Regions from separate parts of the Mus musculus genome. Here region 2 is linked to region 1. A link is a contact called in public promoter capture Hi-C data. All regions are on one chromosome and are shown on one strand. Each heading gives the region's core, a stretch centred on a gene start, on an enhancer-like site or on the middle of the called end of the contact. The rest is flanking DNA. Distances are from core to core; before and after follow the strand shown. Region 1 holds the start of Grik1 (glutamate receptor, ionotropic, kainate 1). Region 2 has its middle 21 kb from the start of Gm52239.

Region 1 (3,885 bases), core at 577-3,076:
GTATTACTGTAGTTACTTAGGGAAATGGACGGACGGCTTGGAGCCTCACTGTTAACTGCTGCACAAGGTGCCAGCACACTCAGGCCACTCAGTCAATTCTTAGAAAGAGTAAACCTTGAAGTCCCAGGCTTCATTTTTCCCCCTAAGTGAGAGAGGGGAGAAGCCAGGAGACCTGTTAGCAGTCAACAGGCCACCTATGGCTCTCCCGAGACCATCTATAATAAGAATAGGAACTTAGAAGGCACGCCGAAAATTAAAATACAGAACCCACAGTAGTTTAAAAGGAAAAACCTTACAGGTTTGTTAGTGCCTAAAGCCGAGACCTCCACTGACCAAATCTTGGCAGTGAAGCTGTGCATGCATCTACATGAGACCACAATGACCATTCTGTTAGTAATGCTGGCCCTTGGTTCTGTTTGTGACACCTCAAGATTTCTGTCTTTAGTGTTCTAGTAGTCTCTTTTTAATCTCTTTGGAGGTTTAAGCCTAAACTTTCCCAGAAGTTGTCTGGTTTGGGGATTAGAAGACACTGAGTGGTAAGCAGGTGGGTAAGATTGGGCAGGGAAAGGAAACTTCCGTATTCACTGACCATCGTCCCAGATCACTGCACTCTCAAGCTCGCCAGTGCACACCTTCAGACTTTCCAGACTCCATACAAAAGAACGCAATTTAGAGTTAAAAACTTGAAGGCTTTGAGCTAACATGCTGTGTGATATTCCCATGGTGCTAATGGTTCGGGGATTCTATTGTTAAGGTTCTGACATTCTTTTCTGTAATCCGGACTAGTGGACTGGTGCACATCCACTTAGGCACCTGGAAGAGAGATTTCACCCCGCCTCCAATAGCCCAATTCAAGTGGTCAAAGGTGCGCGGTGTGCGCGTGACTTGATGGTAGAGTAGGAGCCAACCCAGTTGAGCCTGGATCCCTGCACTATGGCTCGGATTCTTGGATCTCAGATTGAAAAAACCCGCCAATCATACATTCTGGGAAAGCTGGTACCTGTCAGGAGGGAAGCAGTGACCGACTCCCACTTTCTTGTGAAGCTTTAAGTGCTCGGTGACCCCTTATCCCCAACTCCCATCCCCACACCAGCGCGCGCTGCCTTGCCTTGGGCGCGCTGAGCTTTCGCGGGCACAGAGAGCGACCGCGACCCCTGGAGCTCAGGGCTCGGAGCGCTTCCGCGGGCTCACTCACCGATCCTGAGCACTTGAGGGGAGGTCTGAGGAAGGATGTAGCACAGGAAATAGAGGAGTGTCCAGCTGGTGTCCCTGGTCCAGAGCCCGGGTTGGATAAGGACTGTGCCGCGCTCCATCTTTCAAGCTTCTTAATTCATGCCGAAACACAGTCGTGGCCTCACGCCCGCAAGATGCACCCAACTTGGGCTGGGTCCCCGCCTCATCCTCCCTGGATGTTCCGAGTCTGCACACCGCGCGCTCTCTGCTCTCAGGAGAGCGAGGTGGAGGGAACAAGCGTGAAGCGGGCGTCCGAGACTGAGCTGCTTGGGGCTTCTTGCACGGGTCGTTAGCCCATCACTGCTCGTCCTCTTCCTCCTCCATGGGCTGCATACCTCCAAGAATCAGCAGGATTTCGCTCCTGGAGCCCAGAGACCAGCTGAGGAAAGTTGCTGCCTCGATTTGCTGGAACGTCTCACTCATTCGTCCTCTGGTCAGATGCAGAAGTGATGGGTGGGGGAAATGGGTAGTGGATTCAGGGTGCAGTGAGGAAAAGGGAGAAAAGGAGGGAAGAAGACACCCAAGGAGAGAGGGAACTGGGGGAGTTGGTGCAGAGCTCCAACCAAACAGGATGAGCTCCAGCGGGTTTACTGTGATACAACCCAGGCTTTTGCTTCTTTCACAGTCCCGCTTTCCCTCCTCCTCTCTTGGCCCCACCCTTTATTTACTGCCCGCCCCAGCCAACCCTACTAACCCAGCCAGACACACTCAGTAGCGCGCATACTCGCGCACGCGCTCGCGGACACACACACACACACACACACACACACACTCACTCGTGCTCACATGCGAGAGCGCGGGCGCGCGCGCGGGCACACACACACACACACACAATTTACAGCATGCACTCACACATGCAGCCCCTCAACTTCGCGCTGTGGTGCTGGAAAGTCCATTGAGTCTAGCATCCCCAAGACGGATCAAATCTAATCTATTGGTCCCTAGGCAAATGGAATTCTGCTACTCCTTGTAAATGACAGCCTTATGCCTAGGCTCCTATACCGGGGTCTTAGAGATGCGTAGCACGTGATAGGAAATCACAACCTCAGCGAGTAATCTTTAAAAATTACCAGAGTTTCCATTTTTAACTCTGAGAAGGATGAAGAGAAAGGGAGAGGAGGAGAAAGAAGAAGGAAAAGACATAGGTACCCTTCAGTCTTTTAAGATTATAGCGACTCTTCCTATTCGAACCAGGCATAATGTCTTGAAAATTGCTTCCATTTACAAGCGCAGAACTGAGAAAGAGGCAGCTTCGGGCACGCAGCTTTTCTTAATTTCTTTTGACTGTCACATTGAAGCACTGGAAATAGGCTATTTTAACAATGTAGGTTTAGAGAGCATTTCTCTGTAGAAGGACAAGGCCACTTCCCCCGGGAAATCAGCGTTTGCTCATGTTGGCTTAATTTCCTATGAGCTTTCTGGGGAATGTTCCATATAAATGTTTGCTGGTTCTGTGTGAACACCTCAAGGTGCTTTTTTTTTTCCTTCGTAGGAATTTGGAAAGGTGATCTAAATTGAGTTAATTCATAAAAGAAGCACTTGTAATTATATGAGCCCAGAATGAGAAAAGATTACCAGAGTAGTGTATCTTAAAATTCACTTATTCCACAAATGCACATTGAGTAGCTTATACATGCTGGCAGAGACTCTGTTCCCTGAAGAACTTATCATGAGAAAACCACATTATATTTTCTAGGAAGAGGCTATAGTGTCACTTCTGGAGGCTAGTATTGTATGTGACTTCTCAATTTTTCAGCATGAAAGTTGAGGGAATAGAACATGGACTCTGATAAGAAGATGATTCATGCAGATTTAGGGGTGCACCTTACCAATGGAAAGGATCAAAGACATAAGTGGCTGTAGGCAGACACATGAAGTTCTTGTACTGAAGAAAGAGGGCTTTCTTGGTGTTGGTTAAATGAGAGGAAAAGTAAAAGTAAGAATAGTAAATGGAATTTTTTTTAAAAATCAACTTCAACTTATTTTAGACTGTTTCTAAAACCAGATAGAAACAATGACATGATCTGCCTCAAAAGAAGGCCACACTCTCCATTATTCATCCACCCATCCATCTACCAACCATCCATCCATCCATCTATCCATCCATCCATCCCTCCATCCCTCCCTCCTTCCATCCACCCATCCACCTACCTACCATCCATCCCTCCCTCCCTCCCTCCCTCCCTCCCTCCCTCCCTCCCTCCCTTCCTCCATCCATCCACCCATCTATTAAATGACTTTCTGTGTAACATTGTGCCAAGCCTTGAACACATAACAGAAATATGGTTACTGCTAGCATGAAACACATAGAAATATAGCTCAATGATAGAACTCCTTCCTGGTAGACATCAGGCCCTTGAGTTCTCTCTCAGACTTAAAAAAAAAAAGTCAGATTTGGAAAGCCATACCATAGGTGCAAAAGAAGAAGAAGGAGGAGGAGGAGGAGGAGGAGGAGGAGGAGGAGGAGGAGGAGGAGGAGGAGGGGAAGGGGGAGGAGGAGGAAGAGGAGGAGGAGGAGGAAGAGGAGAAGGAGGAGGAGGAGGAAGAGGAGGAGGAGGAAGAGGAGGAGGAGGAGGAAGAGGAAACTGACCTCATTTAGGAGTTTGTGAAGGATCATTGTACTGATCCTTTGATGAACAAGTGGTAAATATT
Region 2 (3,885 bases), core at 838-3,337, 1.5 Mb after region 1:
CATGCGGCCCAGGCTGGCTTTAAACTCCTCCTACCTCCATCTCCCAAGTTTTTGGATTACAACTGGGCACCACCATGTCCGGCCCTCTGGACTGTTTTTGTTGTTGTTGTTGTTGTTTTGGTTTTGGGTTTTTTTCCTCTGAGGCTACTGGAGAAGCTGTTTCTCAGCACCTAAAGTGGAAAGAGCCTAGGGCCCAGGAACTGTGAGCTCTGTAAGACCTGGTGATGGTGAATTAGAGGCCAGGAAGCTTGGCTCAACACCCTACCTAATAAGTGATGAGAGGCAGGATGGTTTGGTGATGAGATTATTGCTGCCCTGGAAATGAAATTCTGTCCCAGGTACATACCCACTCACCTGCCATGTCTACTTCAGGGAGACGCCCCCACAGGAGCCCCAAACAGACTCCAATTCACAGACTCTTAATTTACAAAGTTCCAATATCACTTGCTGAAAGTGGTGCCTATGAAGTAATAACTTCATTGGCAAGATGTCATTTGTCAAAACTAGTAACACAAATATTGTTCCTCAAAATTGTCCCACAGCGAATGAATGACATTTCTAAAGTAGGTAACTTTACTAAAACTCCTGTATTTCCACTACTCCCAGAATAGGACACACACATATGAACTCACAACACACATGAACTCACAACATACAAATTCACAACACACACACAAATGAACTCACAACACACATATGAATTCACAACACACACACAAATGAACTCACAACACACATATGAGTTCACAACACACAACACAAATTTACAACATACATATACACACAAACTCACAATACCCACATTGTAGGAAGCCAACTCTAAGATGGCGCAGGTTTCTGGTGTGCCGTTGTCATAAACAACATCAGCGCAGGTGTAAACCAGAGATTGGCGCCAACCCCTCCCGAGCAGGTGCATGCTAATTAGGCATCGACAGACTGACCAATCCCAGGAGGACACGAAGCCTTTCCCTGTGCTGGGGTGCATATAAGCAGACCTCCCTGGGTTCCCGGGGTCCCCGTAGCAGCATCAAGGTGTTCCTGCAATAAAGGCTGTTGAGAAGAATCCGACCGTGTTGTGTCTTCCTTGCCGGCCGAGGTGGGCGCGACACCACATGAACTCACAGCACACACAGGAACTCACAACACACACTCACAAATGTATGCATCCGCTGGCTGAGCTCTCTTTCCCACACCACAGGCAGCATCTTTCACGTGAGGACGCCGATTCCCATGCCCCTCATCAGCATCTTTCATGTGAGGATGCCCGCTCCCATGCGGTCCATTAGCATCCACACCGTCCTCACCAGCTTGTCAGTTCTCTCTGGCGCTTGGTGCGGTCCATACCAGAGTCACAGCTTTTCTAAATGTGACAGCACCACGGTGAACTCTGGGTCAAAACTGGAGATGCAATTCCCCAGCGTCATCCAACCTCACCTCATGCGCCCCCTACTCCGTGCCCTTTCACCAAATCATCTTAAAGGATTCCTCTGCACACGCCAGTGGAGCCCACCCCTGACGGGCACCCAGCCCCGTCCTCAGCATCACCATCCTGTTCACTTACTTCACGGATGCAGCTAATTGCTCAATCTCGGGGCATAGGTCTACGTCTCCAATCCTTGGGGCGAGTGTTAGGACTGGAAATAGAGATGAGCAGACGCTACCCTGAGAGTTCCGTCGATGCGTGTGCTGTCAATCACCAGAGACTTGCTCCTCAATACTTATTTTATGTATATGGGTGCTTTGCCTGCAGATCTGTCTGTGCACCGTGTGCATGCTGTGCTTGAAGAACCCAGAATGTACCATCGTCCTCAGAACTGGAGTGACAGTCTATTGCCAACCACCAAGCCGGTGCTGGAAAACGAACCTGGGTCCTCTGGAAGAGCGTTGAGTGCTCCTAAACCCTGAGCCGTCTTCCCAGCACCTACCCTAAAGCTGAACCCTAGACAAGCCCAACTGCGCAGGTATGTGAGCCCAGACAGACGCTTCTTTAGAGTGAGAGGGAAAAAGGGAATTGCAGCCTGGATCCTTCCAAGTTCTAAATACGATGCGGCACTTCGTGGATCCATCACGAGGGGGCACCAGAGAGGCGTCCTCGCGCACAATTTGGAGGGACCTGCCTGAAGCCAACCGGGTTATGTTGGACCAAAGCAAAGGGGCAGGGGTGGGGAGAGGCAGAACACGATCCTCTCACTCCCTCCAAAATCAGGCAAATCCATGGTTCGTCCAGTTATAGCAGCAGCAGCCAACTCGTGAGGATCCCTAAAACTTCCTTACTGCATTAAAGCAAACACCAGTGCCGAGCACTTCGCTGCCAGGGTTTCAGTTAAACGATGGATTTTCGAGGGAAATTGAATCCAACTGGCACATTACAATCAACTGCATGCCTTTAAACACAGCGACGTTCCCATCTTAACCCAAAGCAAGAGGCTCCAGGACCACCTTGGGGGCGGGGGCAGATTCCCGCCAAAGTCTGATGCTTCTTGCTCTGTTGGCTCTCTCAGCACTGGACCCTCGCTGCCTAATTGCTAAGCTAGCTTCAGTTCTTCACCGGCAGAGAAATCTAGGACTATCCTACAGATCTCCACCAGGGGGCAGGCAGGGTTCACGTAGTTGTTTGGGAGAAAGGCTTCCCACGCAGCATGCTGTTATCCATCCTACACGGATAAACCCGTAAAAGAAACACTAACTTAGCCTTCTTAGAGACTAGAAATTCCCTTTGTTGTTTGAAAGAAGCCGGGTTCGCATATAACAGGCAGGTCCTGTTATAGCCAATGGAAGCACGTTCTGGTTTGATATGCGCATTTGCTGAGCGGTATTGTATCTCTGGGTGGTCTTCCTCCATCACTGCCGGCAAAAGCCTCCATTTCTTTGTGTGTGTGTGTTTTGGTTTGGTTTTGGTTTTTCGAAACAGGGTTTCTCTGTATAGCTCTGGCTGGCCTGGAACTCACTTTGTAGACCAGGCTGGCCTCGAACTCAGAAATCCACCTGCCTCTGCTTCCCGAGTGCTGGGATTAAAGGCGTGTGCCACCATGCCCGGCTAAGCTTCCATTTCTTACGAGCCCTTTTTCTCTCCTCTCATTTGAAGATAGGGGTATTGGGCACATGCATCGACTGGATAGTTGAAGAGAGATGAATGAAAGATGAGAACAAGGAGTTTTGAAATGCATGATATGGATGCCAGAGAGAGAGAGGGAGAGAGAGCGAGAGAGAGGAAGAGAGAGAGAGGGAGAGAGAGAGAGAGGGCTCCTTTGCGTTGTCAATATCAAAATGGTCAAATGTATTGGAACCCACTTCTTCAGCAAATGCTTAGGGACTTTATTGTGAAGAACACTCAAGAAAACTATTTATAAACACTAGGAAATATGTCTCAAGGGGATGTTTTATGGCTACAGGGTAATTTGAATCTGCTGAAGAAGGATGCCTTTTTGGGTACATTCTGAAGAATGCTAAAGAATAACTAAGCAGGGTTCCCATTGTTTTAATTATTACCAATTTTTATTTAACACAAGCAAAGAGTTATTAGTTACAAATTTAGGGAGTAAAATCAGAAAACATGGTAGATGTGGTGACTCGAACATACATAATTCTGGAAGTTGAGAAGCTGGGACAGGAGGATTGCCATGAGTTCAAGGTTAACCTGGGCTTCTACGTGAGACCTCATCCTGATAGATAGAGATAGATAGATAGATAGATAGATAGATGATAGATAGATGATAGATAGATAGATAGATAGATAGATAGATAGATAGATAGATACAGAAATACAATGTGGAATTAATCAGGGAAATAACAGAATTTCTGGGAATCTATATCCTTAAAATCCTTATTCCTCCCATCTCTTTTCTAGGCTAGAAAAGGATTTTTTTTTCTTCTAGTCCACTTTAA

Evidence for each region. Promoter capture Hi-C pulls out the DNA fragments that hold promoters and counts their contacts.
Region 2: a promoter capture Hi-C map of hippocampal neurons shows a contact between it and region 1, with 8 times the contacts expected there. The contact joins the enhancer-like site here to the promoter of Grik1 in region 1. A contact is called at or near these places in 3 of 39 promoter capture datasets (cranial neural crest, embryonic stem cells and hippocampal neurons), 7 of 484 Hi-C or Micro-C datasets (cerebellum, cerebral cortex, cortical neurons and 3 more) and 1 of 115 datasets of contacts at active chromatin or transcription factors (astrocytes).

What each region holds. Positions count from the first base shown.
Region 1 is chr16:88,288,390-88,292,274 of GRCm38.p6, forward strand. Grik1 (glutamate receptor, ionotropic, kainate 1) reads right to left here and starts at 1,827. Exons shown (of 17, transcript NM_146072.5): 1 at 1,196-1,827. The coding sequence starts at 1,313.
Region 2 is chr16:89,771,919-89,775,803 of GRCm38.p6, forward strand. No RefSeq gene overlaps it. Among named protein-coding and RNA genes, the nearest start is that of Gm52239, 21 kb to the right of the region's middle. Within about 2 kb of position 2,088, at least 66 of the 459 cell types and tissues checked have an H3K27ac peak or open chromatin away from gene starts, as enhancers often do. A contact at or near this core is called in cerebellum, cerebral cortex, cortical neurons and 1 more, where this site is marked.